Regions from separate parts of the Mus musculus genome. Here regions 1, 2, 3, 4, 5 and 7 are each linked to region 6. Evidence: chromatin contacts called from public ChIA-PET, Hi-C, HiChIP or PLAC-seq and promoter capture Hi-C data. All regions are on one chromosome and are shown on one strand. Each heading gives the region's core, a stretch centred on a gene start, on an enhancer-like site or on the middle of the called end of the contact. The rest is flanking DNA. Distances are from core to core; before and after follow the strand shown.

Region 1 (3,762 bases), core at 29-2,528, 380 kb before region 6:
GAGAGGTTCAGTGGCCAGTAATCACAGTTTCCTGCTTAGGCCTGAAGGATCTCTGGGTCACCTACAACCCTCTTAAGTGATGAGGGAGCATGGGGGAGGGGTGTGTGCAGGGCGACACATGTTCATCCTCTAGGATGTGGGCTTCTGACCCCAGCCTGGGGTGACTGGGCAGTAAGTAACTCCGGCAGCTTACTGTCCGGAAGCCGGGCTGGGACCGCGGGAGACCCCAGCCACCCGGAACACTGGAAGTGCAGACTGTGGGATCCAGTTTCTGGCTGGTGACAGTCTGGAAGGGCACGTGGCCACAGTGCCTAGCTTCAGCTGTGGTCCCGGGACCACTCTGTCTGTGTTAGGCTCGGGCCCCACCCTCGCAAAGCCTGCCCCACGCTTGCCAGGCACCTAGAGGGACGAGAAGAGGGACGTAGACGAAGATGAGGCAACAGACTGGAAACCGGTGGGAGAGAGACGACGCCGGTGCCAGGGAACAGCAAGGCGGCCAGAGCGCCCCGAAGCCGGAAAACAGCTTTAAGAAATAGCGGGGGGCCCAGGCGTCTCTGCGGAGCTGGGGGGAAGGGCGGCTGGCGGGGCTCGGCGTGGGGCGCGTGGGAGCCACGCGGTCGGAGTCACAACAGCAGCTCGTTAACCGCGCAGATTAAGGACTTTGTCAATTACCTCCGAAGGCTGCTCGGGCGGATTAAACGCTTTAAAAAGTGTTGCTAGTGGGAGGGACGACTGAGAAGCCCCCACTGGTGGCTCAGATCCCTCCTCCCGCGGTTGGGATAGCTCCAGGCCGGCTTGGGGGGGGCGGGGCGGAGCGAGGTGTTGTTCGGGACTCCGGGTGGGCAGATGCCATAGGGGCCAGCCTGGCTGCGGAGTCGGGGACTCCAGCACCAGGCCACAGGGCTGGAGATTAGCGGGCCACGCGCACACTTGCCCCGGGACTGGAACCTCGGAGCCCCGAAAGGGTCACACGGTCTCTGCCTAGCCCCTTCCTAGGGACTTAGACGAGTCCCACCCGAGAGGAAGTTTGCGCGGGGCGCCGCAGGGCGCGCAGGTTCCTCGAGGAGCCCGTGGCTGTCGTCACGCTCGCTGCTGCTGAATAGTCCTCCTCACCCCCCAGCGACCGGGCTAGAGCGGGAGTCACTCTTAGAGCCCTCGGGGGGCGCGCGCGCGTGCTCGGGAAGCCGCGGGGAGCAATAAAAGGCCCTGAGGGTCCGAGACGAAGACGCGGAGACTGAGCCGGGAGGAAGAGGGCGGAGCGCGCGGGAGGCGCGGGAGCGGGACGCGGGGACGGCGCGGCGCGGGCGGCTCTCGGAGGCTCGCGCCCGCGCTCCCAGCAATCACACGCGCTCACACGCAGCCTAGCTGGCGGCCGCCGCTCCCGGGCCACCCCGGATCCCCGGCACCGAGGGGACCTCCTGCGAGTGCAACGCACCCTGTGCACCCCTCGCCTCCTTTGCACTCGCCCTTGCCCCGCAACCCCGCTGGTCTTGCTGGAAGATGGTCCACGAGCGGTGGAAGACCGTGGGCAGCGCGTCCCAACTTGAGGACCGACCGCGCGACAAACCGCAGGTACCCACGGGCGCGGGGACGGGTGTGGGGGCTGGAGTTTGGTGAGCTTGTGCAGAGCTTAGTGGGAGCACCTGCTCTCCTCCTCCCCTCAGCGGAGTCTTGAACTCTGGGCTCCCTGCAGAAGGCACCCGCTGCAGCCAGTCCCCACCCCCACCGGAGACCCCTGTGCTTGCTTGTGCAGAGGGAAGAGAAGACCTATAGTTGGTTGTGGATCAGCCCTTCAGTTGGGGACAGCCAACAGATGACCGCGCGCAGAGTCCCGTTCGCCCACAGCCTCAATGGGGGTCCTCCTCACTTGAAATTCCTTAACCTGTGCCAGGCGCCCCGCACATCTTTCCAGGCTTCAAGAACAGGACCGGCCCCCCAGATCCGCCCTCTTTACCTAGGCGCCCAAATTCAATTGGGGAACAGTAAATATTAATCTCCTATAAGAAGCCTAGGCACTGTGATTCTCTGACTTTCAGGAGAGCAAGGCTCAGAGAGGTCCCGCTGCAGCCCGAGGCCACGAAGCCCTACAGGGATTTGAACCTGGGTCTGGCTGATCCTCTCTCCCTACTGCCTCTGCAGGGACAGTGAAGTGTCCCGGCTTGGAGGATGCCCAGGGCTGTGCACTGCACCAGCTGGGACAGAACAGGGAGGGGCTGCTGAGGTACTGGGCATCCGGAGTCGGAAGCAGAGGGGTGGCCGCAGGACTGCCCCAGGCTGGGCCATCAAGGGACTGGCATAGACAAGCGAATTGAGGAGGCCGTTTGCCAAGGAGAGCAGATAATGGGGCTGCCCGTTTTAAATTTTAAATTTCTCCCAGACAGATGTCACTGGGGAAGGAACAGTGAGAGTTTGCAACCAGAGAAGGAGGAGGTGGCAGGGGTGGGCGTGGCCACTCCTCACTAATCAAAGCTGCAACCTGCCTTTCTTTCCGAGTAACACTGGTCTGGTAAGGGGACCGGCTAGCTTGTTTGCAAAGCTGGCTCTTCACTAGTATACACTTCCCATATCCCAGATGAAGATCAGGGAGGTTGAATATGCCCAAGCCACACAGCATGTGGGCCAGAGAGCAGGGACTCTACTTTTCTAACCTCAGACTGGTTCCATTGCCTCCCTGGGTGGTCTGTCCCCCTTCTTAACTCTTCCAGTCTTCACTGTGTCCCCAGGTGGCAGGGCCCTTCCTGCTGAGATCTTAAAGGAGCAGTGGAAACTTCAAGGCTACCCCAACCTGGTCCAGTCTTCCTTCCTTTTGGTATCTTAAAGATCCTGACTGCTATTTGCCTCCCTGGGCCGGATCCCACGTCCAGACATGTGCTTTCTCATTTGATTGACACCACCAGGCCTCCAAACACTGCACACCCAGGGACACCCTACCTGTTCTACAGAGGGTAGGAAAGAGGCTGCTCCCTCTTGGAGGCCTCCCTGGTTGCCTGGGGTAGGGCTCTTAGTCCAGGCAATTTCATTGTTTTTTAAATTGTGCCCCTAGCTCTAGTTCCCTGGGGCCACAAGTTCCCCCATTGCCCCCTGCCATTGCCTTTTCCAGAAGCCCAGCTGAGGTAAGGGCCATTGCTGAGGTCAGATGCTTGAAACTTCGCCAAGAGGAGCATGGGAGAGGAGGGATGGGGATTTCTGGGGAGTCTGCTAGAAATGGGGCTTCAAGGTGTCATGGGCCAGGTATGGCCTCCTGGACTCTGCTGCCCCTGGGAACCAGCTCCCAGCTGCACCAGGTAGAGCCCAGCTGGGCCTATGCTGGGTATGGGGGTATTAGTCACCCCTTCCATCCTCCGTGCCCGCTGTGTGTTGTTGTGGTCACAGGAGGCAGGGATGGGAGGGAGAGAGGTGTGCCTCAGCACCCCTGGGGCCTTCTTCCTTGTTTTCTTGTCATATTGTGGTCCCTGACATGCTTGTGTTCCTTGCTGGTGCATCTGTGAGAGGGACCAACCCTTCCCTCTTCTTCCTCACACCCCCTGAGCTGCCGAGGAAGACCAGTGAGCTTCTGGTGTATTTGTAAACCTCGGCGTGCCACGCACCCACACAGGCTGGTTCTCCCTGCCACAGCTCCTCTCTTTGCTCCCAGGGTGGGATAAGTGCAGTCTCTTCCCACTGGAAGGAGACTGCTCCAGCACCAGGCTAGCTCACACCCTTGCCTGTCATGTCTTGGTCACACCACCCTAAGAGACTGCAGATATAACAGATGAGGCGGCT
Region 2 (4,094 bases), core at 873-3,372, 500 kb after region 6:
TAGCTCAGTGATACAGCTACATGCAGAGGGCCCAAGATTTGATCCCCAGGAATGACAACAACAAAAGACCAGGCCTATGTCCCAGAACTAAGGAGGTTGAGGCAGGGAGATCAAGTTTCAAAACCAGTCTGTACTATGTTGAAAGACAGCCTGGCGTAGTTCTGAAGATTTTAGCTTAAAACGGAGGCTGTGGAGATGGCTAACAGGTTAGGAGTGTAGAGGTCCTGTAGCCTAGCTACCATCCCCTGACCACCAGCCAACCCTGCCCCCACCCTGCCATCCCAAAGAAAGCTTAATATGAAGCCAAACAAGAAACAGAAGGTCTGAGGCATAGCTCCATGCAGCATTTGCCTACAATGCATGGGGCCCAGGGTTTCATTCTCAGAACTCCCCTTCCCCAAGTGTCTAGTATTTCTCAAAACTCTCAAAGTCATTTAAAGAGCACCCAAGAGAAGCTGAGAGTCAGCACTGTGGGGAGCTCAAAGTGTTCCCTGTTAGTGGTAATTTATAAATGTTACAGTTTGCTCTTAAGCCGACTAGCTTCCAGATAACTGAGACAGGACTATTTAATTTTATTTAACAGGTTTAAGGCACAACAACTGAGCAGTATTAGTTTATTTTAGTCCTTTAAGCTAATCTGACTACTTCACAGCCACAATCCTTGAGATACTTGTTGTATTTTATGGCTTTCTCTGCTCCAGCTGTTTTTTATGATTATGATGTCTTCTGGACTTCCCACCTCATGGCTAAATCCCCACTTCCTCCCTCTCTCCTGTTCTGTCACTGGCTGATCAGCCCTTTATTGACCAATCTGAATAATTAGGAAGCAATGTTTACACAACATTGATGACAGGCAGTTCTCAAAATAAGGATAGCAACCATATATGAGGGCATAGCAATCAGCATGTGAATAATACAAGGATAATCCTTATACAGTGCACAATAACATTATTCCTACAGTTCCCTAAGGAAGAAACTGGGTAAGAAACTATGGGCTTTATTTAATAATATTGCTCATGGGGCTGGAGAGATGGCTCAGTGGTTAAGAGCACTGACTGCTCTTCCAGAGGTCCTGAGTTCAATTCCCAGCAACCACATGGTGGCTCACAACCATCTGTAGTGGAAATCTGATGCCCTCTTCTGGTGTGTCTGAAGTCAGTATACTCACATACATAAATAAATAAAATCTTTAAAAAAAAATACTGGTCATGGGTTTTTAACAAGTATGAGATGCAGATCCCTCTTTTTTTTTTTTTTGAGATGTCAGACTCTCACTGTAGCCCTGACTGCACCTGGAATTCCTTGTATAGGACAGGGTGGCCTCCAACTCAGATATCCAAGACAATCACCTGTCTCTACTTCCCAGAGTGCTGGGATTAAAGGTGTGTGCTACAATACCCAGCCCTCAAATGTCAGTTTTGTTCTGTTTTGTTTTGTTTTGTTTTAACGACAAGATCCAATATGCAGCTTTGACCTGCTTGAAACTTTGTAGACTGGCCCCAACTCATACAGAGTGTTGGGGTTAAGGGTGCACACCACCCACCGCACCTGTCAGATTTAATGATAGGGACGCACGTTGGGGGGGGGTCATGTGGGAACCCACTATATTATCCTCTCATTTTTAAAAATTTATTCATTTACATGTTAATTTATGCATGTGTGTAAGCCCACATGAGTTTATGAGCACCACATGCACGCAGGTGCCTGCGTCATTTCTTTTTTAATACTTATTTATTTCATGTATGTCAGTACACTGTCGCTGTCTTCAGACACACCAGAAGAGGGCACCAGATCCCATTACAGATGGTTGTGAGCTACCATGTGGTTACTGGGAATTGAACTCAGAACCTCTGGGAGAGCAGTCAGTGCTCTTAACCGCTGAGCCATCTCTCCGCCCATCATTAAAAAAAAATGGTTCTAAAACACTGTTACTTGATGGGGATAGGGCAGCAGTCATCATCACCTGATTCCTATAATCTCAATATTATTCCTGTAACATCAAGGTTCAGAAGCAGAAGGGACTTTGCCCTTAACAAAGATGGTAGCCACTAGCGTCGGTAGACTGCCTGCCCCGGACAAAGAGGGCGGCCCCGCCAGCAGGAACCGGAAATACGAGTCTGGGCGGTGCGCGGGGTACGGTGGGCGCTGGGCGGGCGCTGGGCGCGCAAGGTGCGCGGGTCCGGTTATGAAGCTTGGCCGGGCCGCTCTGGCCCTGCTGCTGCTGGCGCCGTGCGTGGTTCGTGCGGTGGAGCCCATCAGCCTGAGTCTGGCCCTGGCCGGCGTACTCACCACCTATATCTCCTACCCTCGTCTCTACTGCCTCTTCGCCGAGTGCTGCGGCCAGATGCGGAGCCTCAGCCGGGAGGGTAGGCGGGCACCAGGCGTCCGGGATGCTGCGGCAGGGGGATGGCGCCGCTGCCAGGCCAGACTTTGGCCGGAGGCCTGAGAGATGAGTGGTCGGGGCCCGGGGTAGGGTGTCAGCCCTGCGCGGAGCTCTCCGGGGCGGCCTCACGGCACCTCTTCCGCTTGGCTTTGGGGCCAACCCCGAGGAAGGGCAGAGTTCGCAGCACCAGGGTCCCTCAGCGCTCTCCAAACCAGGCTCCGCGGGCCCTGACGTCCTGGAAATGGGGCTGCCTTTTGCCAGCTTGTTTCTCTCCTGACCAGAGTGATCTTTCCTTTCTCAGCGCTGCAGAAAGATCTGGATAACAAGCTCTTTGGACAGCATCTTGCAAAAAAAGTCATCCTAAACGCCGTGTCTGGTTTCCTAAGCAACCCGAAGCCCAAGAAGCCCCTTACCCTCTCTCTGCACGGGTGGACGGGCACCGGCAAAAACTTCGCCAGCAAGATCATCGCGGAGAATATTTACGAGGGCGGACTGAACAGTGACTATGTACACCTGTTTGTGGCCACGCTACACTTCCCCCACGCCTCTAACATCACACAGTATAAGGCAAGAGCATTAAGTTGACCGCCTTCGCGGATGACCCGGAATTGGGGTTTCTCTGTTGTGGGGTGGGATGTGGGAATTCCACGTCAGTGAGTGAGCCACAACATGGCTCTCTGTATGTCAGTTCCTCTTTAAAAGGTGTGCACAGAAGTGGTCATATCCCTTGGAGGAATGACAGCTGAAGCTAGGCTACCGTGTTTTAAAGGGGACTGTCAAGAGCTGGGGGTAGCTCGGCATAGAGCACTTGCCCAGAATGTGGGAAGTTCTGTATTATGTCTCTCCACCCCAACTCCCACAACTCCCGCTGTGGCGAGGGTGCACTGGGGGATAGATATGTAAGTTACAAAGGGTTTGAGATACATAGAGCAGTTAGACCACCAAAGTTTTATGAGTGGCCTCTGTGACACTCATAAAGTGACTCGGTAAGGTGACAACTTGGCTGGGAAGTGGGGACATAACAACTCCAGGGTCTTTAGGAGTCGCCTCCCCCCGCCCCCTGTTGTGAAAAGGAAACCTAGAGGCCAAGTTTGCTTTGACCCAGCTGTTGCAACCTGCTATTGGAGTTTAATTCTGATAACAGGCTCACACCTGAATTCAGGTTCGGTCCCTCCCTCCCTACAGCTGTGCAGTAGGGGCTGTCACTTAACTTGAGCAGGGACATTCTTTATCTTAGAATGGTGCTTCAACCTCGAGTCTGTTAGTGCACCCCCTTTCTGTTGAGCATTGTGTGGCCATAACTGTGGCTTTGTGCAGGTTGTTTAATCTTGGTGCCTGAGGTCAGCGGGTGTTTTCCTACACACCTGTATTCCCAGCAGGCTGAGGCAGGAGGATCACACCTTTGAGGTTAGTCTGGGCTACATAGTAAGCTTCTGTTTGAAAACAGAAATGGAGAGGATGTCAGGTGGAGGAAGAGGAGAAAATAGGGGCTCAGTATCATTTCCTCAATGGCTTTGGGGAGAAGATTCAAAAATGTTGTCATAGCCAGGCATGGTGGCGCACGCCTTTAATCCCAGCACTTGGGAGGCAGAGGCAGGCAGATTTCTGAGTTCGAGGCCAGCCTGGCCTACAGCATGAGTTCTAGGACAGCCAGGGCTACACAGAGAAACCCTGTCTTGAAAAACAAAACAAACAAAACAAAAAATGTTGA
Region 3 (3,641 bases), core at 720-3,219, 430 kb before region 6:
CTGCAGTATTGGTCACCGTGGATTTTGCCATGAACTTTTAAATGTGTCTGGCCCCTCTTCTAAGATCCAGCCTGTGGCAGATTGCCGGTCCCTCTCCTCATGACCAGGTACCACGCACTCCAACCATGGATATAAGGCCTGGCTCCCTGCCCAGCTTCTTCTTGGCCCTCCGCCATGAGAATCAGCCCCCATCTCTTCCTCCTCCTCAGTCTCCTGTCACCATAAACTTGGGCTTCGAAATCTGCTCATCTCCGTCCTCCCTCTTCAGGGCCAGCCGTGCTCCTGCCAAAGCCTCACCCCGCCTCTCACACAGACACCTACCTTGGCCTCCCTGGTCACAGCCTTCCCCAGATACCCCAAAGGCCCCTCAGCACTAGGCTCTTCTTCTTCCAGACCTGAGTCTCACCTGACTCCTACCTCAGCCTTGGCTGTGTCCCCTCCCCACTTGGAGTGTCTCATGTCCCTTGCTCATGAATTCTCAGGTTTCAACCTGGGGCTCTGTCCTTCTCACAGCAAGTGGGCCTCCCAGGTCTCCCCCACCCTCCACCCCAGTGGGCTGGTTGGTTAGTTCTTCCTGTGTCTGCAGCTTTATCTCTCAAGAGGCAGGGGCTCAGTAGCTACAGGGTGGGGTTACATCAGGGGAGAATGTAAAGGTGAGGGCAGCTAGAATTCCGTTCCCTTGGCACAAACACACCACATGGTTGACCCAGGCCACCAGTCTGCAATGCACATCCTCACCTGCAGCCGCCCTCACTGAGTGAGTGGAATCCAGGCAGGCAGCGATCACACTTCCAGCCTGTCACTGTGGGCTTGCAGGGACAGACGCCTGAGTTGTCACACTGGAGACTCAGAGAGCCTGGAGAGGAGGGACACTGGGCAGTGGAGGTGGGAGGAGCCGAGGTGGGAGGGGCCGAGGTGGGAGGAGATGAGGGTAGGAGATGAGGAAGGGTGGAGCTGGGATCACTCACCTGCTGGGTGGCAGTCACAGGGTTGGCATGGTGTCTTCGGGGACCATCTGTAGTAGTTCTTCTCACAGCGCTCACAGTGTGGCCCAGTTGTGTGGTCACGGCACCGCTGACAGTGCCCACCATGGCCTGTGCTCCGATAGAGCTCCCTGTCAAACGTGCACTCCTCAGAGTGCCCACTGCAGTTGCAGGCTGGGAGAGATGGAAGGTTGTGTGTAAGAGTGATGGCCTCTGCTGGGGCTGAGAGACTATGCTCTCTGAAGCAGGAGGCATCTCCAAGATGGGTGTGCTTGGTTCATCCTGTCAACCTCCTAGGTTTCTCCTAGGTTCAGTGATTTCTACAGTATGCTGACATGGCAAGACCCACGTTAAAAATGGATGGCACTGGGGGCTGGAGAGATGGCTCAGTGGTTAGGGGCACTGGCTGCTCTTCCAGAGGTCCTGAGTTCAATTCCCAGCAACCACATGGTGGCTCACAGCCATCTATAATGGGATCTGATAATATATATTATCCTCATCGTTCATCTCTCCCTGCTTCCTGGCCGTAGATGTGATGTGACCAGCTGCTTCACTTTCCTGCCATCATGGCGTCCCCACCGTGAGGGGACTGTACCTTCACGCTGTGAGCCCAAACAAACCTTTCCTTTCCTATCCTGCTTCTGTGGAGCATTTTGTCATAGCAACAAGACAAGTGACTAAGAGGAAGGGCCAGAGTCTAGGCTCAACTTGACCCAGAACACAGAGCCCCATCATCTGGTATTCCCAAACAGGATGCTCTTTAAGAACTAGGTGGGCTTCATTAATAAACTCTCCAAAACAATGTTTTCCCGGACAGAGGCAGAGAGGTGTTTTAATAGAGGAGGACCATGGAGCCAGAAGTGTATCGGAGCCAGGGGGAGACACTCTGGACCAGGGAAGCATTATCTGCTTGGTGTGTGTATGCTAAGAGGCTTGCTGGGAGCGAGCACCGCGCCTCCTGATGGCCACGGAGGGGATAGAGTGAGGTAACTGATGTGTGATGCCCAGCGGATTGAGTCAGAGCTACCAGGAGGCTGGAGTTATGGGGAGGAGGCTGGGGGTGGAGGTGGGGACTAGGGGAGGGACAGAGCTGTATTCGCACTCTTTGCAGACCCTTCACTGGAGGCTGGAGACAGAGGAGAGGAGACAGCAGGCACCCAGAGGAGAGGGCTGCAGAGAGGGATTAAAGGGATGCAAAAGAAGGGGGATTTAGGGCTCAGAGGCTGCCTGGGCTGGGAGTCATGGGGTGAAAGGTCAGGCATGAAACCTGCATCTTTCAGGCTGGTGGCCGGGGTAAGGGCTTGGCAGGGGAGCAGGCTAGTTCTCAGCATTCCCCTCCCACGTAGAGACAGGCACAGACTTGGCCCAAGCAGGGAGCCAGCACACCTTCCCTGGGGGAGGCAGCCGATCAAGCCAAGAGGAACTCATTAGGACTGTGTTGGGCCCTGAGGCAGCTCCTACAGACAGAAAAAAAAGCTGTCCTATCTCAAGGAAAAGCTGTCTCCTCAACACCCCCAGCTCTGGCAGGCTATGGCCCGAGCCCAGGAGGTCAGCTGCGAGAGGCTGTGTGTGGAATTCTGTGCCTGGCTCCAGGCACCACACAGTGAAGCCGGAAGCAGAGGAGGACCGTGAAGGGAGATGGGCTGGACCAGGGCAAGTGGGATGCTGGAGTGGCTGGTACAGACACTGGGAAGGCTTCTTTTCCCTCTCCACCATCCTTGCAGAAGGTTCCAGGGCCCCTTCCTTCCTTCACCAGCATGTCTTTGAGGTTAAACAGACAGAGCCACACCACACACAGCTGAAACATCAAAGGGCTGCTGGGGACTGCGGGGGGACTGTGGGAAAGACTGGGGTGGGCGGATCTGAATCCTATGGGTGGGGGTGGAAGACTGGATTTCATTAGCTGCCAGGGTTGGAACAGTTAAGAAAGGGTTAAGTGGAGTTTGGGGACCTTCCTGCCCTCCTACCACAGGCGCCTCTCTGGGTGGACTCATCCTGGAATGACTTGTGAGGGAGGACTGGGGCTCAAGTGCTCCCTAGACATCATGTTCACTCTCCTGCCCAGCCAAGGACCCCACACTGAATGCCAGGCCCACCCAGGGGCACAGGCAGCCCACTGTGGTTTGGGGCATTGTTTCCTGTCAGTCTCATTAGCTTCAAGGCCTGCTGCCTGAGAAACACTCACGCAGACACTCGTTGGCATCCTCGGCGGTGCCTCGGGCCCACGGACGGTCCTGGAAGAAGGGCAGACAACGCTCGCAGTCCACTCCTGTGGTGTTGTGCTGACAGCGGCAAGCCAGCTGACCAGCCGCATTGGGTTCGCATTCACTGGCGTGACCATTGCATTTGCACCTGAGGAGAACACCGGGAGGAAGGGCCTGGAGACACTGAGGGGAGGAGGGTGCCCCTCGAAGGCAGTGCAAGTGTGGGCCTCCCTGAGCCCTGACTCCATCCCTGGGGCAGTGATAAGGAGAACCCTGGGGTTCCCAAATATCTATGGATTGGGGTCTGTTGTCCCTTGGAGAAGTGGGTTTATTTGATCTTGCTCATCTCCTTCACAGGTCACCGTGAAAGGAAGTCAGGGCAGAAACTCAAGGCAGGAACCTAGAGGTAGGAGCTGATGGGGAGGCCATGAGAGAATGCTGCATACTGGCTTGC
Region 4 (3,747 bases), core at 169-2,668, 420 kb before region 6:
CTGCACAAAGCACTTAACCTCTCTGAGCCTCCAGCTTTTCACTGGGGCATAGTTTCATTAGATGTTATCCAAACTCTGCTCCTGATGTACCTTGGACTTTCAGAGGCGTGCTGAGGATGTATGTAGCTCAGGGGAAGAGTGCTTAGCTCACAGGCTTCATTCTGCGGCTGTAAGCTGCTCTCAAATGAGATCCAGTAACAAAATGTATGAATATTGGCCCTTACTAGGATACACCAAGGTTAGAAATCGCCTCAGGTCACGTTTAGTGTCAAAATGAGTTATGAAAATACCAAATCCAAGTTATCAAACCTTTGGAAGATTTACACAGTATTCAGGACATAGCAAGGAACCTGAGGAGATCGCTGGGCTCATCTGAACTTGGAGTGGGTAGAGAATAGTCCAGTTTCAAGGTAGAAGTGGACCCCTGGGTTCCCAGCCTCAAGGGCCTTGTGCTCCCTCATCTTGCCTCAGTCTGGGTGGAGCAATCAAGAACAATGCGGAGGGGCCACTCGAAACGCCCAGGCTGGCTATCCAGTGGCAGGAAGAAACTGGCTGTCCTGCCCAGGGTACTACAGCATTCACATTTGGTGGCAACTGCCCTAACGCCCATTCCCAAACTGCTCACAGCGTCAGAGGTCCGTCCACAGGGCATCGAAGCTGACCGGATTACAAGTTCGGGTCTTAGAGGATGGATCAGATAGATCATCATGGAAGTATGACCCCCACCTTCCTTAACAGTTCTTCCAGGGAATTGTTGCTGTACCCAGTTCCACAGCTGAGGGGAGCCTTCTGCTCCCCCAAGCCCTTAGGGGAGCCCCCTGGGCTGACCTCTTGCTACCCAGGGCTTGCAGGTTCTGACTCCTTACCCGTGGGGTGCTGCAGTCTGCCCCAGCGTGCACAGCCCTCTGCCTGGGCCTCCATGGTTTGGATATAAGGTGACAGGGTGCATGCTTACCTAAGCTCAAGGTCAGGTTAACAGAGGTGGGGTACTGCACCCCGAAGGCCATGGATGGGCTCTGCCACCAGGTGCTGTCATCGGGGCTGTGGAAGTCTGTGAGGTAGGAGGCGTCGTGGCGTCGTCCGGGGTCAGCATCGTCGCAGCGCTGGCACTGTAGCCCAGCCCCTGGTGCCCCCACGTGTGGACAGAAGTCCTCCGGGGGCCGTCCGCACGTGTGGGAGGCCTCGGCGCGTCGGCCGAACGCCGCGTTCTCGAACTCAGGCAGACAGCGCTGTGCGCGTCCCACACCGTCGTAGCAAGAGCCCATGTCCGCGCCTGCCGCGAAGTGTGTCTCCTGAATCACCAGCGCCATCGATGCCACCGTTGCCAGGAGGGACAGGACCCTGGATACAGCCATGGTCCTCGCCCCGCTCTGCACTGCTCCGGGATCCACTCTACGCTGCGGTCTGCGCTTAGCCCCTCTGCGCTCCACTGGCCCCTGGAGTCCTCCCCTGCAGGCGGAACCCGACGGCATCTGAGGGCGGGACCCATGCAGGCGACACCCCACCATCCGAGCTCCGTCCCTTCGTGCTCACCCCCACCTGCTGGACGTGCCTGGGAGTGCCTGCTTGTTCTGGCTGGGTCGTGGACTCGGGAACTGTGAACCTGGCTCCACAGTCCTCCCTGCAAAATGGTCTCGGTAGAGACACCAAGTTATTCTGCTAATGCGGCTCTTCTATGGAAGCTCTGCACTTGTGTACCTTCCTGAGCTGAAAGGCAAGACAAGCGCAGGTCTTCACCTGACAGAATGACCTTTGGCAGTTTTCCTCCGTACCTGTCCAGTGTTCTCTGTCAAAAGTGTTGCGCTCCTGGCGTCTCCTCCCAAAGCAGATATTGTCACCTGGGATTTATCAAAAGGCTTCCTCTTATCAACAGAGGCCTCCCCTTCTCTCCACCAAACTAATGTCCTTCCCAAGGCACCTTCTGGCCCTTGTAGACAGTAAAACAAAATGATCCCATGGGAGCGGGACACCGTCAGATTCCCACAGCCACGGTTGGATAGATCCAGTAAGACTCCAACCCTGCATGAAAGTTATGATCAGGGTTAAGGAAGTGGTTCTCTTGGGGTCTGGCATGGGTAGTCAGGGGTACAGGGCAAATTGTGGTAGGGAGCCTTGTGCTAGCCCCCTCTGGGGCCTCCTTCCTTACACTGCTAGCTAGATACAGGATCACAAGGACACCTTGAGAGGAGGACAAAGGCAAGTTTGGGATGAAAATGGACTCCTGTTGCTGTGGACGCGGACCACCAAGGAGGCCCATGTTCTTTGCCTCTGTCTGCAGAGCAGACTCCTGCACCCCTAATATCTCTTAATCAAGGGCTCAGCTTGGGTGAGGTCCTTAGATACTGTCTCAATTCAACCTACAAGGCTTCTATTGATTTCCTTGAGAGACTGAGTAGGCGAGAGACCCACACTGCACAACACAGAAGCCATTAGTCACATGATATCTGGGCCCCTTCTGTATCACCCATGGGGCTGTGGCAGAGCCCACACCTTGTCTCACTAAGACTGCCCCCGAATCTTCTCCTTCTATCTGCCTTTGCAGCCAGGGTCCCTGGAGCTAGCTTCTGTCCTTCTGGACGAATATTCTGGTATACATGAGGTCCCAGAGAAAGAAGGTTTCTCTACATATTTCACTTCTATAGCCTGTGTTGAGATCCCTGTGTGCTAACCATAGCCCTAATGGTGCACGCATGTGCACACGAGCACACACACACACACACACACACACCTCTGCTGCAGTCAGCACCAGCTGTACTGTAGTGACAGTGGCTTCCCTGGGAACAGTGTTCTGTGTGGCAGCCTCTGAGGTCCCTCCAACCTTCCACTGAGCACATACAACAGAAATTTCTAAGCATCGGGGCAATATGTGCTGCTCAACTCCCAGATCATTGAAAATAATCACTATAGCGAAGCCAAGAGCTGCTAAGAAATAGCTCCAGGACCCTGCAAGGCTGGCTAGTCTGGGCTCTGGCGAGCAGGGCCTCTGTCCGTCCTCTCTGTGCTTGGGCAGGATGCAAAGGTCTCACAGCCCAATAAGAGGGATGGTGCTTGTCACATCATAGCTACTAATGATGGGCTGACCAGCCAGCCACAGCAGCTGGCATACCAAAGTGGGGACTTAGGAGAGGGAGCCGTGACCAGTTCCACATGGTCAGGGTAGGCTTCCTAAAAGAGGTTAAGTTGGGCAGAATGATCAAGGAAAGACGATCACAGAGGTGTTGTACATTTGTCAAGGCCAGGAGGCTAGCAAGCCGGCCATCATGTTGGCATGCAGGGCAGGGGCTGGTGATGGGGCTTGGGTGGTAGCAGTCCCATGGCATGAACTTGTCTTTGTCCTGTACAGGGCTTCAGGCTGAGTACTGTCAAGGGGCAGGAGCCGGATGTGTTTCACTCTGGTATCCTCAAGATCTGCACCCTGCAGCAGCCAGGGCATGTTTGTGGGGTACACAGAACTCCAGGCTGGTTTTGGGTCCCGGGCTGGAAGTGATGGCCTCTTTCAGGACCTGCTGGATGGCCACCAAACGGGCCAGCATTCCTGAACGTCTGTCTTTCCTTGGCTGGTGATCTCAGTGGAGGTTTCAGTGGTGCCTCAGGTTCCCTGCTTTGCTTTTCTCTAAGTCTCTAAGTCTCTAAGGTGTTCCATGTCAACCACCTGGTGGCGACATTGGCTGCAGTACAGGGACAGGCCTCTCTTGCCTCCTAGAAGGCAAAAATGTGGTGGCCCGTGGTTGCACTGCTGTGTGGAAT
Region 5 (3,971 bases), core at 1,254-3,753, 340 kb before region 6:
TCTAGGACTCATGGCTTCACCTCGCCTGGCTCTGTGTATCCCACGGGTGTCTTTGTGGTGATGAACTGTCCCTATAGGGAATGAGTCCTGGGGTTCTGAGGAGTCGACACTCTGAGGAACTAATAAACAGTCATTTATTTCTAATCGATGCTTCAACTTGAAGCTCAAGTTATTCCATGAAAGGTAGGGTTGACTGAGTGCCCACACTGCAGAGAGAACAGGGGCGGAACCCCCCGCCCCCTACCCCGGCATGGGGGCAGTGAGGGAGGGATCACCACTCCTGTACTGTGGGAGTGTCCTGAGGCCATGTCCACAGGACACCAGTTCTCAGACTCTTTCCCAAGATTCTCAGTGTCCTGTCCTCTAGGCAGCTCACTCTGGGTCATGGGGCTGGAGGGATGGGGGTGGGGTGCAGGGGAGGCACAGGTAGAGATGCTGGGGACAGGACTCCAGAGCCAGGCCCTCAGAAATCCAAGGTGATTGTGTCTGTTTCTGTCGGAGCACTCTCGCCTGTGTGGGGGCCTTGTCCAGCTAGCCTGCTCCCTGACACTGCTAAGCCCTGGCCATGATGATTCCCTCAGCTGAACTGCTCTGTCTGTGGCTTCAAGAGCCAGCTGGATGGGTCTCACCGACCCAATCTCACAGAACTCTCTAGAACTATCAAGGGGCTTGAGGACGAGCCATCTACAGGGTGTAGGACTGAGGGAAGAAATCTCCCTGGGGTTCTGTGAGGAGACTGGGGAGACCCCAGTGGTGGTGAACATTTATGAGAAGGGTGTGTTCTTCATGACTTGAGGAGTGTTGTGACATCATCAATTTCAGAGGTTCGGGGCTGATGGAGATCATAGCCATATGGTGTTCCAAGCTGGGTCCTATTCTGGGGGGGGGGGGGGATCATTCAGATGAAACCAGGAACCTGCAAGGGCACAGCCCAGACTGGCTGTCATGAATATACCCTTTCTCACCCAGTCTCAGCCCTCCCTCACACCATGAGAAACACAGATGGGTCCAGAAGCCAGGCTGCAAGGAAGCCTGGACAGGCTGCATGGAGCCCTGTGCCCTCAGGACTGCAACTCAGAGAGCCTTGGAACCTCCTGGAAAGCTACCCCCCACCCCAATTCCTCCTGTAACACTGCTTCCTTCTTTGCTCAGCCTCTAACCTTGACAAGGCCCATCCTGCTCGATGACATCAGAAACACCCTCAACTCCAGACTCCACGCTGGCCTGGACAGCAGCTGCTGGCAAGGTCCCCCATCATGGCGGACAGTAGCTGAAGACACTGGGGCTCAAGGATCAGAGGGACAGATGCAGGCAGGAACCCAGGAGTGTGCCTGAAAAGCGCTTTGGGAGTCTGCCCAGCCCTCAGAGCCAAGTGTTTGATTAAAGCAAATGTCTGAGCTGGCCTCCCAGCCCCATAGTCACAGCACGGCAGGTGGGAGCCCAGTGTGAACTGAGGAACTGAGTGGGCCACAGGGGAAGGGTCCCACCCTACCATGCAGTTGCTGAATCCAGGGTGTGTGGGTGGGGCATTGTCATTAGTCACCGGAAGAACTGCACTGAGTAGTGGCCCTGGAATGGGCAGTGACCACACCTTGGCCAGAGCACCCGTGGTCAGCATCCAGAGGGAGTCTGGTAAAAGGAGGAGGCTATGGAGATGAGGTATCTACAGCCCCTGCAGACACACACTCACTGCGGTGGTGCCGGCCGGTAAGAACAGCACCCAGCCGTGGACTCAGCGGAAGAGAAGTCATGGTGTGTGGTTAGGGGTGGTGGTGACAGACAACCCTGTCCTTCCTGAGGGTGCCAGTGTGGGAGGAAGGCCTCATTACCTGCCCTACACCTTTGCCAAGTCTACACCTAGCTAACTCGATGCCTTATCTCCCAGCCACCTTGACAGCCACTGGGGAGGTAGGTATGATCATACTCCGCCATTTAGAAGGGCAGGCCCTGTGGCTTTATGTCTGGATGGGCAGCCAACTCTGGAAAGTATGACCAGCCATGAGGCCGCATGGTGAGAGAGACAGAACATACCACTGTTGTCACAGACTGAGTGTGTTGCTGGAGCTGTCGCCCGAGAGGGACCTGCTTAGCCATGAGTTCTAAACCTTGAACCCCTCAGAACCAAGAATTCCTGCCCAGTTTCATGTCTCCCGAGGCTCCTAAGGAGGGGTATATCATATACCAGAACACCTCATCTGCCTACAGAAGGGACTGGGTGTCCATGACCCTCCAAGCCCTCTCAGCAGTGAGGATGCTGCCTCTGTAAGCCCACCGTCTCTGGAGGGAGACCAAGGCAGGGCCACCATCAGGGTTCTCAAGAGTGGGCCTCCATGTCTCCACCGGGAACCTCCAGTGTCTGAGCCCGCGGTTGACCCGTGATGATGCTCTCTGTGCTGCAAGGGTGGCGCCCGCCACTCTTCATCAGACCACATCCTGTTTGCGTTGTCTCTTTGTCCTTTGGCCCACGGTGCCCCTTCCTTCACCACCAGCAGCCCCAAAGGAATCCTGGGGCTAGGAATGCATAGCAATCAGGCAGGCTGGGGCTCGCCTCTCCAGGGAGCTTTATAAAGCGGGGGAACCCCAGAGCCATGCCTGCTGGACCGGGACCTGAGCAGCTCTGCCTGACAACTGGGGTCCAGGGACTCACCTGCCCTTCTTAGAGCAGCCCTCAGCACAGTGAGTACAGCAAGGGACGGGAGGCCAGGCTCTCCAGGTGAGCTGGGTGCAGGCGGGTACAGCCAGCACCACGAGCCACACACCAGGAAGGGCGGGTGTGTGGGAGACCCGCAGCTTCATCCTCAGCTCAAGTTCCACCAGAGCCAGCCGGCCCTAGATGCCAGCCAGGAAGTATTAATCTCTGGGGATAAAGACCATTCCTGGTCCTCCCCTTCTATGGGGAGAAGGGAATGAGACTTGTCTGTCCCATGTGGGGGGCCCTGCCCTCTCCACCCGTGCCTGAGGAAGCCCCTTTAGCAGCAGCAGACTGGAGGCTACTCCAGGCCCTGGGGACTAGGGGGCTTAGCAAGCTGGATTTGGGTAGAAAGCAGGGCTGCTTTTGTTGTTGTTTTTGAAGCTTTCTGGCTGCGCTCACTTCTTTGAAATGTTTTCAAGGGAGCTGTTTCTGGAAAGAAGTCGTCCCCCCTGTCCCCCCCCCTCCCCCCTCCGTCCCCCGCCACTTCCAGCTTCAGGGGCTTCCTCAGAGGATGAGCCAGCTCGGCTCAGCTCACCCATGGTCACTGCAAACACAAGCATCCTCTGTGAGGGAAGGGAACAGTTCCCACCAAGGGATGTGGGGGGGGGGACCTCGAGACAATGAGACAGGTATGGGGGCACAGAGTAATGAGGCTACCTTGAATTCAGCTCTCTTTCTTATAAAGCTGTAGGACCTAGGGCAAACCCTGAGGCTCTCTGTGCCTGAGGTCCTAGGGGGGGTGGCCCCGGGGTTGGTGGGCTGGATGGCTATCATCAGGAAGCAATCATTTCCCTAGAGACTGGCACAGGGAGAAACCACACTGACATTAGAGCCCAGAGCTGTGTGGTGGGGCAGCGTTTGCTGTAGACAGACTTACTGTACAGAGAAACCCATTCACCAGAGCCTGTCCTGCCCAGTGGGAGCTCAGTGGGTGCTGGCTGTCCCCAGCCTTGCCTCTAGCTCCTCCCCAGGTAGGAGTTTGACTTACACAAGGGCCACCAGGCCCATTTCCCCCTCCCAAGAGCAACTTGTTCCTGAATTAGGGAGACAGTGGGGTTTCCCAGCAGAGCTGCTAGACCTATTCATTATCAAGTTGAAAACACGGCAGCTTCTCACTCTGCCTACGGCCCAAGAGTCAATAATTATAATAGAAAATTGAACCCAAATGCACACAGCCCCGAGGGCCACCCGGGTACCTCTGCAAGCCAGCTGGCAGCTCTGGTATTCCAGTACTGAGCCACCAAGGCAGGCAGCTCCCCGGCTACAGGTGAATAGGAAT
Region 6 (3,769 bases), core at 655-3,154:
GAGCACAGCTTTTCAGGGACAGCCAGAGCCCGTGCTCTGATGCTAACAGCTCCAGTAACACTAGAAGAACACACCAGTCCACTCATTAATGCTACCAACTGAGGCTCTGGGTGCCCAGCCATTTTCCAGGTCTAGGGAGGAACCAGCCTCAAAAGAACAGGGAGCCAGGTCCTGGGAAGTGAACTCTGCCCAAAACCTTCAGTGAAAACCGATGCCTCAGACCCAGAGTTCAGCAAGGTATCTCTTCCTGCAGGGCTGCCCGCAAGGAAGGCACTCACTCCAGAAGCAGTGTGTTCACAGCCTGGTGGAGGGATCTGGCTGACCTAGGGGCGTCCAAGGTCAATGAGATGGGCCCTGAGAAAATGCAGCAGGTGGGCCGGGGCGTGGCTCCACCCCAAGGCTCCTGGAGTGTCTGACTTCCTCAGCTCAGAGCAGGCAGGCAGCTGGGGTGAGGGGCACACTTGACCAAGGGTGCTAAGAGCTGTTCTGTCCTACTATGTGCGTGGAGGAGGTGGGTAGTGGACAGAAGTTGCCCTTCATTTATGGACTCCATGGGCACTGGGTAAAGTCAGAATTCCTTGGGCAGCCCTGAGGCCCTTCCAATGCTCCCAGACTTGGCTGGTTTATGGTGGGAGGGGGAGAGGGTAGGGGGAGTTTGAAATGGAGGCTATTCCAGTCTCTGCCCAGCCCAGCTCTTAGGTTTCTCCACTGTCTTCTTCCTTCTGAAAGCCTTGTCTGGGGCGGGGGAGGGGGTGGAGGAGTGGGGGAGTAGGTGGCTGGGGAGGGTTGCGGGGGGGGGGGGGGGACGGGACCCTGTCTTTTCAGGTCTTCATCCCAGACCCAGTGAGCAAGTGGGCAGACCCTGGCCACAGTTCTCAAAACAGCTCACTGAACTTGAACTCTTGGACAGCAAGAGTTCTGAGTCCAGGCACAAGGCTGGCAGCCCTGGAGCTGGGAGGCTGACGTCAGGGGTCACCTGCCAGGTGGAGGAGCCGCAAAGCGAGGGATCAAAGGAAGGGTTTTCCTACTCTACCCCTGGGGAAAGGGCAGGTCTGCTCCTGCCAGCTGCACTTGCAGACAGCCTGACAGACCCACTTCACAGAGGGGAATACTGAGAGCGCGGTTAGTTCTCCTGGAGAAGATTTCCCTCGATTTCTCGGTTAGCCTGCCTTCCAGAGAAGGGCCCAAGCCGTTAACAAGCCAGAAACAGACATTTCCTGCGAAGGGGCTCCTCCCAAAGAGCCAGCCAGCTAGCAGGAAACCTGTCTAGAAGCCCCACCCAGACTGAGCCTGGCATTGCACCCTACGGAGAAGAGAAACCAGTCACAGCCTAGGAAGGACCCGGGACGGGTAGGCAGGGTTCGCGTGTCCACCAGAGCAGGGTACTGTCACACTCAGGAGAAAGGCACACGCCCAAGCCCCTAAGGGCAAAGAGGGGCTGGACCTTTTGCTTACTTTGAGAAACAAGCCTGAACATAGATCGGCGAATCTGATCCAGGGAGAGGGATTCGGAAGCCCCCAACCCTCTGGACTCTCCGGGACTCTACTTGGAGCCTTCGCAGCACACAGAGGATCGTGAAAAACCAGAGGGGGACCTCCATAGTCCTCCTGCTCCGGAGACCTTGGGACCCGTTCTCCTACATGGGTTCCCTAGGCAGGAGGAACGTGTGCGTCACAGCGCCCCGGACATCAGCCTCCTTCCTTCCACTAACTGCGCGGTCACTCGGGGGCTGCCCTGAGCCCACCCCCTGCAGCTGCTCGCTCCCTCTGGGATTCCTTGGTCATGAGACCCTGGATAGAGAGTGGGGACCAAGAAGGGCCCGGAACTTCTTACCAGTGAGCCCAGGCGGCAGTGGCAGACGGCGGAGCAGGGCTGAGAGAGGCGCGCATCCAGGGTTATAAGCACAGGGCCTGGGGGGGGCAGGAACCTGGGACACGTGGGGACGGGCGCGAGAAAGGCCCCGCCCTCGGGCCCGGCCCCCGCTCCGAGCCTCTCAGGGCTCGAGGCCACCTGCGGGTGGGCGTGGCCCCGCGCTCTCTCCCGCTGGCCCCTCCCTCTTCCCTTGGCGCCCGCACCACCTCCCGGGGGCGCACGGGCGTGGGCTCTTGCAATTTAGGTCCCCTGATCCTGACCCGCTGGTGGCGCCTGGGAGGGCGGCAGAGGTTGGAACCCGCGTGACTAGCAAGGCTGATCGCAGCTGTCTTGCAAGAACCCTTGAAAGCGCTGCAAGGCGGGAGTGAAGATGCAAATTGCTTAGGTTCAGAGGCTGTGTAGCCCCACTCGATTTAAAGACTGAAGCATCTGCCCCTCAGAGGCTCTTGCTTTCCCTGATGCTAGCCCACAAGCCAGAGCTAAGGGTTCACAAGAAAATGCAAACGAGTTGGCCAAGGATGGCTGGGGATGCCATTTTAACGTCCTGGCCTGGCACCTGCCCAGATCGCCGTGGGCTCCCAGTAAATGGTGAATCAAAGCCTGGCTGTCTGCTGAGCCATCAGAAGATGGGGAAGGTTGAGGTTCACAGAGGTGAAGCTGCTGGCTTGTAAAGTGAACCCGGGGGTTGTGGCCCACATGAGCCAGAAAGCCGTGCCAGAGGCTTCCCAGCCTGGCCTGAGCCCTGCAACACACAGGACAGCCCCTGCCCCAGTGAACCTCAACACCCAGGATTACGGCAAGATCATATCCCCCAGGCAGGCCTAGATTCCAAGCCTCAGACGGCTCCATGCCCATGTTTTACCCAGCTTTCCTTACTACTGCCTTGCCCTGAGACTCTGGGTGCCCTCTGGGGTCCAGCCAAGCCCCTTACTCGGTCTCCTGATTTTTGTTCAAGGTCAGAAACAGCAGCTGTGGGGGCTTCTAGGAGGGAGAAGGTGCCAGACACATTTACAAACTTTAGCTGCAGGATTCTTTTGTGCTCCTGGCCCTGTCCTCCAAGCTAAACGTAGCCCATGCTGGTTAGAAACTCCAGAGAGCCAGGTGGGGACGGACGTCCAGGGGACAGCCTGAGGCATCTCTCTGCTAAGTGACACTAGAACAGCTGACCTTCGGGCGTCACTGGACCAGCTCTGGACCTTCCTCACAGACAGGAGACTAGTGAGGTCAATGAAAAGAACATGCCAGCAACTTTTGAGCCACTTTGAGGCCATTGGTCCCCATTTGCTGACTCGGCTTCTTAGGGCTGGCCCAGAAGCTTTCCATCTTACCTTTATGAAATATATGCACAGAGAGAGGGTGCATCTTTCCCAAGGCCACACAGCATGCCCAGAGCATAGCAGAATTTGGGCCCCGAAGCCCAAAAGCCTCTGCTCTAACTCAGGTTTGAACTGAACTGGTTCAGGCAGGAATCACGAACAGGGGGAACCTTTACCCCCTACTACAGAAATGACTCCAGCCCAGAGGACTGACACATAGGCAGGGGGATAGAGGGGCCAGTACTGCCAGCAGTTGACTTATGAGCCCCCAGAGGTGGAGGTGAAGTGCAGGGGCCCAGCTGACTCCTGGACCAGCTATGTTCTCTGCATTCCTCCACCTTCACGGTGGACACTGAGTCCCACCCATCCTCACTCTGCAAACTACTTCTGGATTGGGTGGAACATGACCCAAGAGGGTTTGCCCCTGGAAATGAGTCACCATGACCTTTGACTTCACCTTTCCCCCTTCCTACGACAAGGTCAGGGCTCCTTAAGAATCTAGGTTAGCGATTTAAAAAAGCAAAACAGAACAACTTTCCTATATATCCCTGGCTAGCCTAGAAGAGCTATGTAGACCAGG
Region 7 (4,094 bases), core at 499-2,998, 320 kb after region 6:
GGAATATACTGATCACTCAGGCTGGCCAATATAAAATACTGCCAGCGTTTACCTAGTGATACCAGACACCTGGCATTTAAACACTAGAAATGTTGGACAGGGAGCCAGGAGATGTGGTCCCAGTGTGTCTTGTTACAAGTAGTTTTGTTTCTAATTCCTAAGCTTTATAAACTCAGCTAAATTATATACCCAATAAAAACAATCTGCAAACCTCAAAATGCGAGACTTTAGAAATCAGGAGTTCTTACCCTCAGAGTGATGAATCTGCAAACTTGGATACCTTGATTAAACTGTACCAAGATTATGAAGCTACAGAAAGGCCAAGAAAGCTGTTAAGATGTAAGATGGTCTTACTTCAAAAAGCATTTCTCTGGGGAGAGTGCCTACAGCTTTCAGTGGATTTTATAAGGAGCCAAGATTGATCTGTCTTGCTGTAGGTAAGAGTCACTTTACTCAAGATCATTTGTTTGTTTGTTTTTCAAGACAGGGTTTCTCTGTATAGCCCCGACTGTCCTAGAACTCACTTTGTAGACCAGGCTGGCCTCGAACTCAGAAATCCGCCAGCCTCTGCCTCCCAAGTGCTGGGATTAAAGGCATGCGCCACTACCGCCCAGCTTCAAGATCATTTTAACAATCAAAAGCAGACAGCCCAAGTGTGCCTGTATGGATTTGGCCAGGTTTCAAATCTACAGTCTGTCTGGACCCTTTAAACGCTACATTCACAAGCCTTTATCCTTCACACCTAATGGAAAGTGTTTTTACAGACAGCTGTGTCCAGATCCGCAACTTCTTGGTACACTGACTATTAGGAAAATGTACAAGGCTTTGAGTCATAATGATGTCACTTTCTGTTCTCCAGGTATATTAACCGGCTGCCAATCCTGTGTAAGCCTTAGAGAACTTTCTACTGTGAGTTAGCTACCATAGCGGTTCTTGGTGGTCACTTCAGGCCTGTCATAAACATCTTCCTTAGGCAATGGCCATAGAGCGGGAATGAAAAAGGCCCACTACTTAGAAACACTTTGGATGCTGAGTTTAAATCCTCAGGCTTGTTCTTTCTTATTTTTTCTTCTTGAAACCAAGGCATGTATTTCAAGAGAGATTTGAATTCCTCTTGGGGATTCTGGCTTTGGTCAGTCAACCGAGCACCCTAAACCAAGCAAGGAAACAGGCTAAGATTCCGCACAACTTCAAAGCGCCAGATCAAGGAGCACAGAAGGGCGGAGATCGCGGACAAGAGAACTTGGAATTTAAGTTATGAAAGGGTGAATTAGGGAAGGTTGCCACCAACGTGGAATCCAGGGAAGCCAGCAGGAATCGCAGGAGTGGCCTCCCAGGTCTTTGGGTATTTAGGCCGCATCTGGGCCCCTTCCTCAGGACCTCAAACCTGCAGGGACCAGACTACCCGAGGAGGCCGCACGGCGTAGTCCATCCCTACGGGGCGGCGCAAACCCCCTGGCTCAGGGGCCGAACTTAGGAGATCCCGCTGGGCTGAAGTTGGCTCAGCCCGGGACAGCGGTCGCGCTCCCCCCACCCCCCCGTCGCCACTCCCTGATCCTGCCCCCAGCCTGCCAGGCCTTACTTTGAGCGCCAGGTGATGGACGCGGCCCAAGACGGGGTGGACCAGCAGCTCCAGCAACGCCAGCAGTCGTAGCAGCCGCAGGCAGAAGGAGCCGAAGCGGCCGAGGGGTACCGGGACGGCCATGTTTGTTCCAGCATCACCAGCTGCTTCCTCTCCCACCCACTTCCGGGTCAAAGTGCGTCGTCCCGGAGGTGCTCTGGAAGGGGGCGCGGCTGCCGCCTCCGAGGTCCTTGAGATCGTTTTACTGCAAAACGCAACTCTGGTCACGCAGGGACCTGAGCGGACCACCTCGGCACTCTTCAATTGGCCTCCCAGGACGGACTTCCGGCAAAGCCCCTGTGAGGACCCTGAAGCGTTTGCCATGACAACCATGGCGGGGCAAGTTCAAGCCGGGCCTCCTTTCTGCCTTGCCGGGCTTGGGGATTGAGGGGCCTGGACCAAAGTCTGGAACCCGCAATGTCCGCCACTGACCCTGGCGGATGATTGGACTGCCTTCGGTGGTAATAACTTAGAAATTGCTGGCCTGTCTTAGATTCCTTGACTTATTATCATCCTAGGCCCTTTACACAAACTTCAGCTTGAAATAGTTGCAGTAATAGGATTTATTGAGTCCATAGGAAGCCATCCACTAGGCTTTTTTTTTTTAAGTGGCATTTAATCTTTGGGACAATCTAATTATATAAGAGGTAGGTGTCAGGCTGTTCCTCTGTTCTACCTAAACTCTAAGAAATGGTCATTTTGGCCAGTCTGAGCTGGGGATCACATGCAGATTTTTAACTGATACGTCATTTTGTCTTGTGTGATTTCATGCCACCGCTGGAGTCTGAGCCTTAATGTTTTCTATTTTAGTCTCTTTGGAAACTTAGCTTCTAGTCCTTAACACTTAATGGAAGGACTTGGTTGTAGGTCCCTGGTACCAGGGCTTACAGGAAACACTCGTATTAAAATAGCTGATAACCAAGTTGGTTTAGTTCTTAGATTCTTGTTTTTAGCTGGACACACAAGTAACATATGCTTTTGTGTATGTGCATGTAATTATTTAAGCAAAATAGGACACAATAAAAACACAGGGAACTCTACTACCAGGCAGCTACCACTATGTAGGTGTGTGAACACCTATGACAGAATCAGATTCCTATAGCTTTTTAACTGGAACTAGTAACAGGATGTATTTTGAAGGTCTGGTTGGTTGCTTTTCTAAGTTTTTTATGTATGTGTGTGCCATGTATAGGTACCTGAGAGGACCAGAAGATGGTGTCAGATCCTCGGGAGCTGGAATTGCTGGCAGTTGTGTGTTGCCTGACATCATGAGTACTAGAAAGTTAACTCAGGTATCTATCTATAAGAGCAGTAAGTGCTCTTAACCACTGAGCAGTGTCTCTAACCCAACATGATAGATCTGTATATATAAATACATATAGATAGGAAATTAAGTTTGTTTTTATGTTGTTTGTGTGTTTATAAATGCCATGAGGTGTACCCATAGAGACCAGAAGGGGGCATCAGATCCCTGCAACTGAAGTTACCTTGGTTGTCAGCCATCCATTGTGCTTGCTGGGAACCCAAACTCCAGTCTTCTGGAAGAACAGGAACTCTTAGCTGCTGAGCCATCTCTTCAGCCCAATATGATATACTTTAATGCCACAAACTGTGAACTTCAACAAATTCACTTGGAGCCAGGAGGTGGTGGTACACATCTTTAATCCAAGCACTCAGAAAGCAGAGGCAGGCGAGTGGATATCTGAGTTCAAGGCCAACCAGAACTACTCAGAGAAACTTCGAATTGAAAACCCAAACAAACAAACAAACAAATCGATTTGTTGGGACTACACTGTCTAATTAAAAAAAAAAAATCGCCGGGCATGGTGGCGCACGCCTTTAATCCCAGCAGAGGCAGGCGGATTTCTGAGTTCGAGGCCAGCCTGGTCTACAAAGTGAGCTCCAGGACAGCCAGGGCTATACAAAGAAACCCTGTCTCGAAAAAACCAAAAAAAAAAAAGAAAAGAAAAAAAAAATCACTTGGGAAAATATGGAACTAAAAGTGAGATGGTTTTGGAGGCCCTGGTTTTGCCTCTGTGCTTGCACAGTCTTCATACACTGATATACCCCGAATCCTTCCCCTGACTTAAAAACCAGGCCAAGTTCAGTCACACCCTCTTCAGAGGCAACAGTAGAACATGCAGGTGGAGACACAGAGGTTGGGGTTTATCTTAAGATGCATTTCAGTTTCATGGGAGGGAAAGGCAGTGACACTGGCTGGCTGGTGGCTAGCCTTGTCTTCCCTTTACTTGGGTCTTGGGCCATCTCTTTTGAATATGCAATCTTCCATGTTTGAACAGGATTTTCATCTGATCCCACCCCCTTACAGATAGATAATGAAACCTAGAGCAGGAAACTCTGGAATTACTCTTTTGCAGCCCTACACAGAGAGGTGAGAAATTATTTTCTGAGTGAACTTGATTGGCTATGTGATCTACGTTATGTCATTTATAAGAGTCCTATGAGATGTCTT

Evidence for each region. Promoter capture Hi-C pulls out the DNA fragments that hold promoters and counts their contacts. Hi-C and Micro-C count contacts between places; a contact is called where the count stands out from the background. ChIA-PET counts read pairs in DNA pulled down with a chosen protein or histone mark. HiChIP or PLAC-seq counts read pairs in DNA pulled down with a chosen protein or histone mark.
Region 1: a contact with region 6 is called in an H3K4me3 HiChIP or PLAC-seq map of craniofacial prominence, with 4 times the contacts expected there. The contact joins the promoter of Fibcd1 here to the promoter of Ass1 in region 6. A contact is called at or near these places in 3 of 39 promoter capture datasets (embryonic stem cells, hippocampal neurons and stem cell-derived epiblast-like cells), 1 of 15 datasets of contacts at CTCF or cohesin (pro-B cells), 4 of 484 Hi-C or Micro-C datasets (the G1E-ER4 cell line, bone marrow-derived macrophages, immediate neuronal precursor and 1 more), 10 of 115 datasets of contacts at active chromatin or transcription factors (astrocytes, bone marrow-derived macrophages, craniofacial prominence and 6 more) and 2 of 9 other capture datasets (embryonic stem cells and liver).
Region 2: an RNA polymerase II ChIA-PET map of memory CD8 T cells shows a contact between it and region 6, with 5 read pairs. The contact joins the promoter of Tor1a here to the promoter of Ass1 in region 6. A contact is called at or near these places in 3 of 39 promoter capture datasets (cranial neural crest, liver and pre-B cells), 1 of 484 Hi-C or Micro-C datasets (liver), 3 of 115 datasets of contacts at active chromatin or transcription factors (hepatocytes, large pre-B cells and memory CD8 T cells) and 1 of 9 other capture datasets (pancreatic islet).
Region 3: a contact with region 6 is called in an H3K4me3 HiChIP or PLAC-seq map of embryonic basal ganglia, with 5 times the contacts expected there. The contact joins the enhancer-like site here to the promoter of Ass1 in region 6. A contact is called at or near these places in 6 of 39 promoter capture datasets (3T3-L1-derived adipocytes, cranial neural crest, liver and 3 more), 6 of 15 datasets of contacts at CTCF or cohesin (the G1E-ER4 cell line, embryonic stem cells, hippocampal excitatory neurons and 3 more), 77 of 484 Hi-C or Micro-C datasets (the AML12 cell line, the AtT-20 cell line, B cells and 45 more) and 12 of 115 datasets of contacts at active chromatin or transcription factors (T-cell acute lymphoblastic leukemia, astrocytes, bone marrow-derived macrophages and 7 more).
Region 4: a contact with region 6 is called in an H3K4me3 HiChIP or PLAC-seq map of embryonic basal ganglia, with 4 times the contacts expected there. The contact joins the promoter of Lamc3 here to the promoter of Ass1 in region 6. A contact is called at or near these places in 9 of 39 promoter capture datasets (HPC-7-derived erythroid cells, cranial neural crest, embryonic stem cells and 4 more), 4 of 15 datasets of contacts at CTCF or cohesin (embryonic stem cells, large pre-B cells, pro-B cells and 1 more), 11 of 484 Hi-C or Micro-C datasets (B cells, the CH12 cell line, the N1E-115 cell line and 6 more), 12 of 115 datasets of contacts at active chromatin or transcription factors (astrocytes, embryonic basal ganglia, embryonic forebrain and 7 more) and 2 of 9 other capture datasets (embryonic stem cells and liver).
Region 5: a promoter capture Hi-C map of embryonic stem cells shows a contact between it and region 6, with 4 times the contacts expected there. The contact joins the promoter of Qrfp here to the promoter of Ass1 in region 6. A contact is called at or near these places in 12 of 39 promoter capture datasets (cranial neural crest, embryonic stem cells, frontonasal cranial neural crest and 7 more), 1 of 484 Hi-C or Micro-C datasets (nephron progenitors), 9 of 115 datasets of contacts at active chromatin or transcription factors (astrocytes, effector CD8 T cells, embryonic basal ganglia and 5 more) and 1 of 9 other capture datasets (embryonic stem cells).
Region 7: a Hi-C map of muscle stem cells shows a contact between it and region 6, with 2.8 times the contacts expected there. The contact joins the promoter of Gpr107 here to the promoter of Ass1 in region 6. A contact is called at or near these places in 1 of 484 Hi-C or Micro-C datasets (muscle stem cells) and 4 of 115 datasets of contacts at active chromatin or transcription factors (embryonic stem cells and memory CD8 T cells).

Annotation. Positions count from the first base shown.
Region 1 is chr2:31,843,521-31,847,282 of GRCm38.p6, reverse strand. Fibcd1 (fibrinogen C domain containing 1) reads left to right here and starts at 1,278. Exons shown (of 7, transcript NM_178887.4): 1 at 1,278-1,572. The coding sequence starts at 1,501.
Region 2 is chr2:30,965,946-30,970,039 of GRCm38.p6, reverse strand. Tor1a (torsin family 1, member A (torsin A)) reads left to right here and starts at 2,122. Exons shown (of 5, transcript NM_144884.2): 1 at 2,122-2,366; 2 at 2,685-2,950. The coding sequence starts at 2,186.
Region 3 is chr2:31,903,124-31,906,764 of GRCm38.p6, reverse strand. It overlaps Lamc3 (laminin gamma 3), which reads right to left. Exons shown (of 28, transcript NM_011836.4): 4 at 3,169-3,335; 5 at 969-1,157; 6 at 739-856. Among named protein-coding and RNA genes, the nearest start is that of Lamc3, 18 kb to the right of the region's middle. Within about 2 kb of position 1,969, at least 35 of the 459 cell types and tissues checked have an H3K27ac peak or open chromatin away from gene starts, as enhancers often do. A contact at or near this core is called in T-cell acute lymphoblastic leukemia, differentiating embryonic stem cells, stem cell-derived primordial germ cell-like cells and 1 more, where this site is marked.
Region 4 is chr2:31,884,952-31,888,698 of GRCm38.p6, reverse strand. Lamc3 (laminin gamma 3) reads right to left here and starts at 1,418. Exons shown (of 28, transcript NM_011836.4): 1 at 956-1,418. The coding sequence starts at 1,355.
Region 5 is chr2:31,809,112-31,813,082 of GRCm38.p6, reverse strand. It overlaps Qrfp (pyroglutamylated RFamide peptide), which reads left to right and starts at 2,503. Exons shown (of 2, transcript NM_183424.4): 1 at 2,503-2,676.
Region 6 is chr2:31,468,405-31,472,173 of GRCm38.p6, reverse strand. Ass1 (argininosuccinate synthetase 1) reads right to left here and starts at 1,904. Exons shown (of 16, transcript NM_007494.3): 1 at 1,835-1,904.
Region 7 is chr2:31,149,970-31,154,063 of GRCm38.p6, reverse strand. It overlaps Gpr107 (G protein-coupled receptor 107), which reads right to left and starts at 1,748. Exons shown (of 18, transcript NM_178760.4): 1 at 1,583-1,748. The coding sequence starts at 1,705. It overlaps D330023K18Rik (RIKEN cDNA D330023K18 gene), which reads left to right and starts at 1,773. Exons shown (of 2, transcript NR_040334.1): 1 at 1,773-2,082; 2 at 2,814-3,015.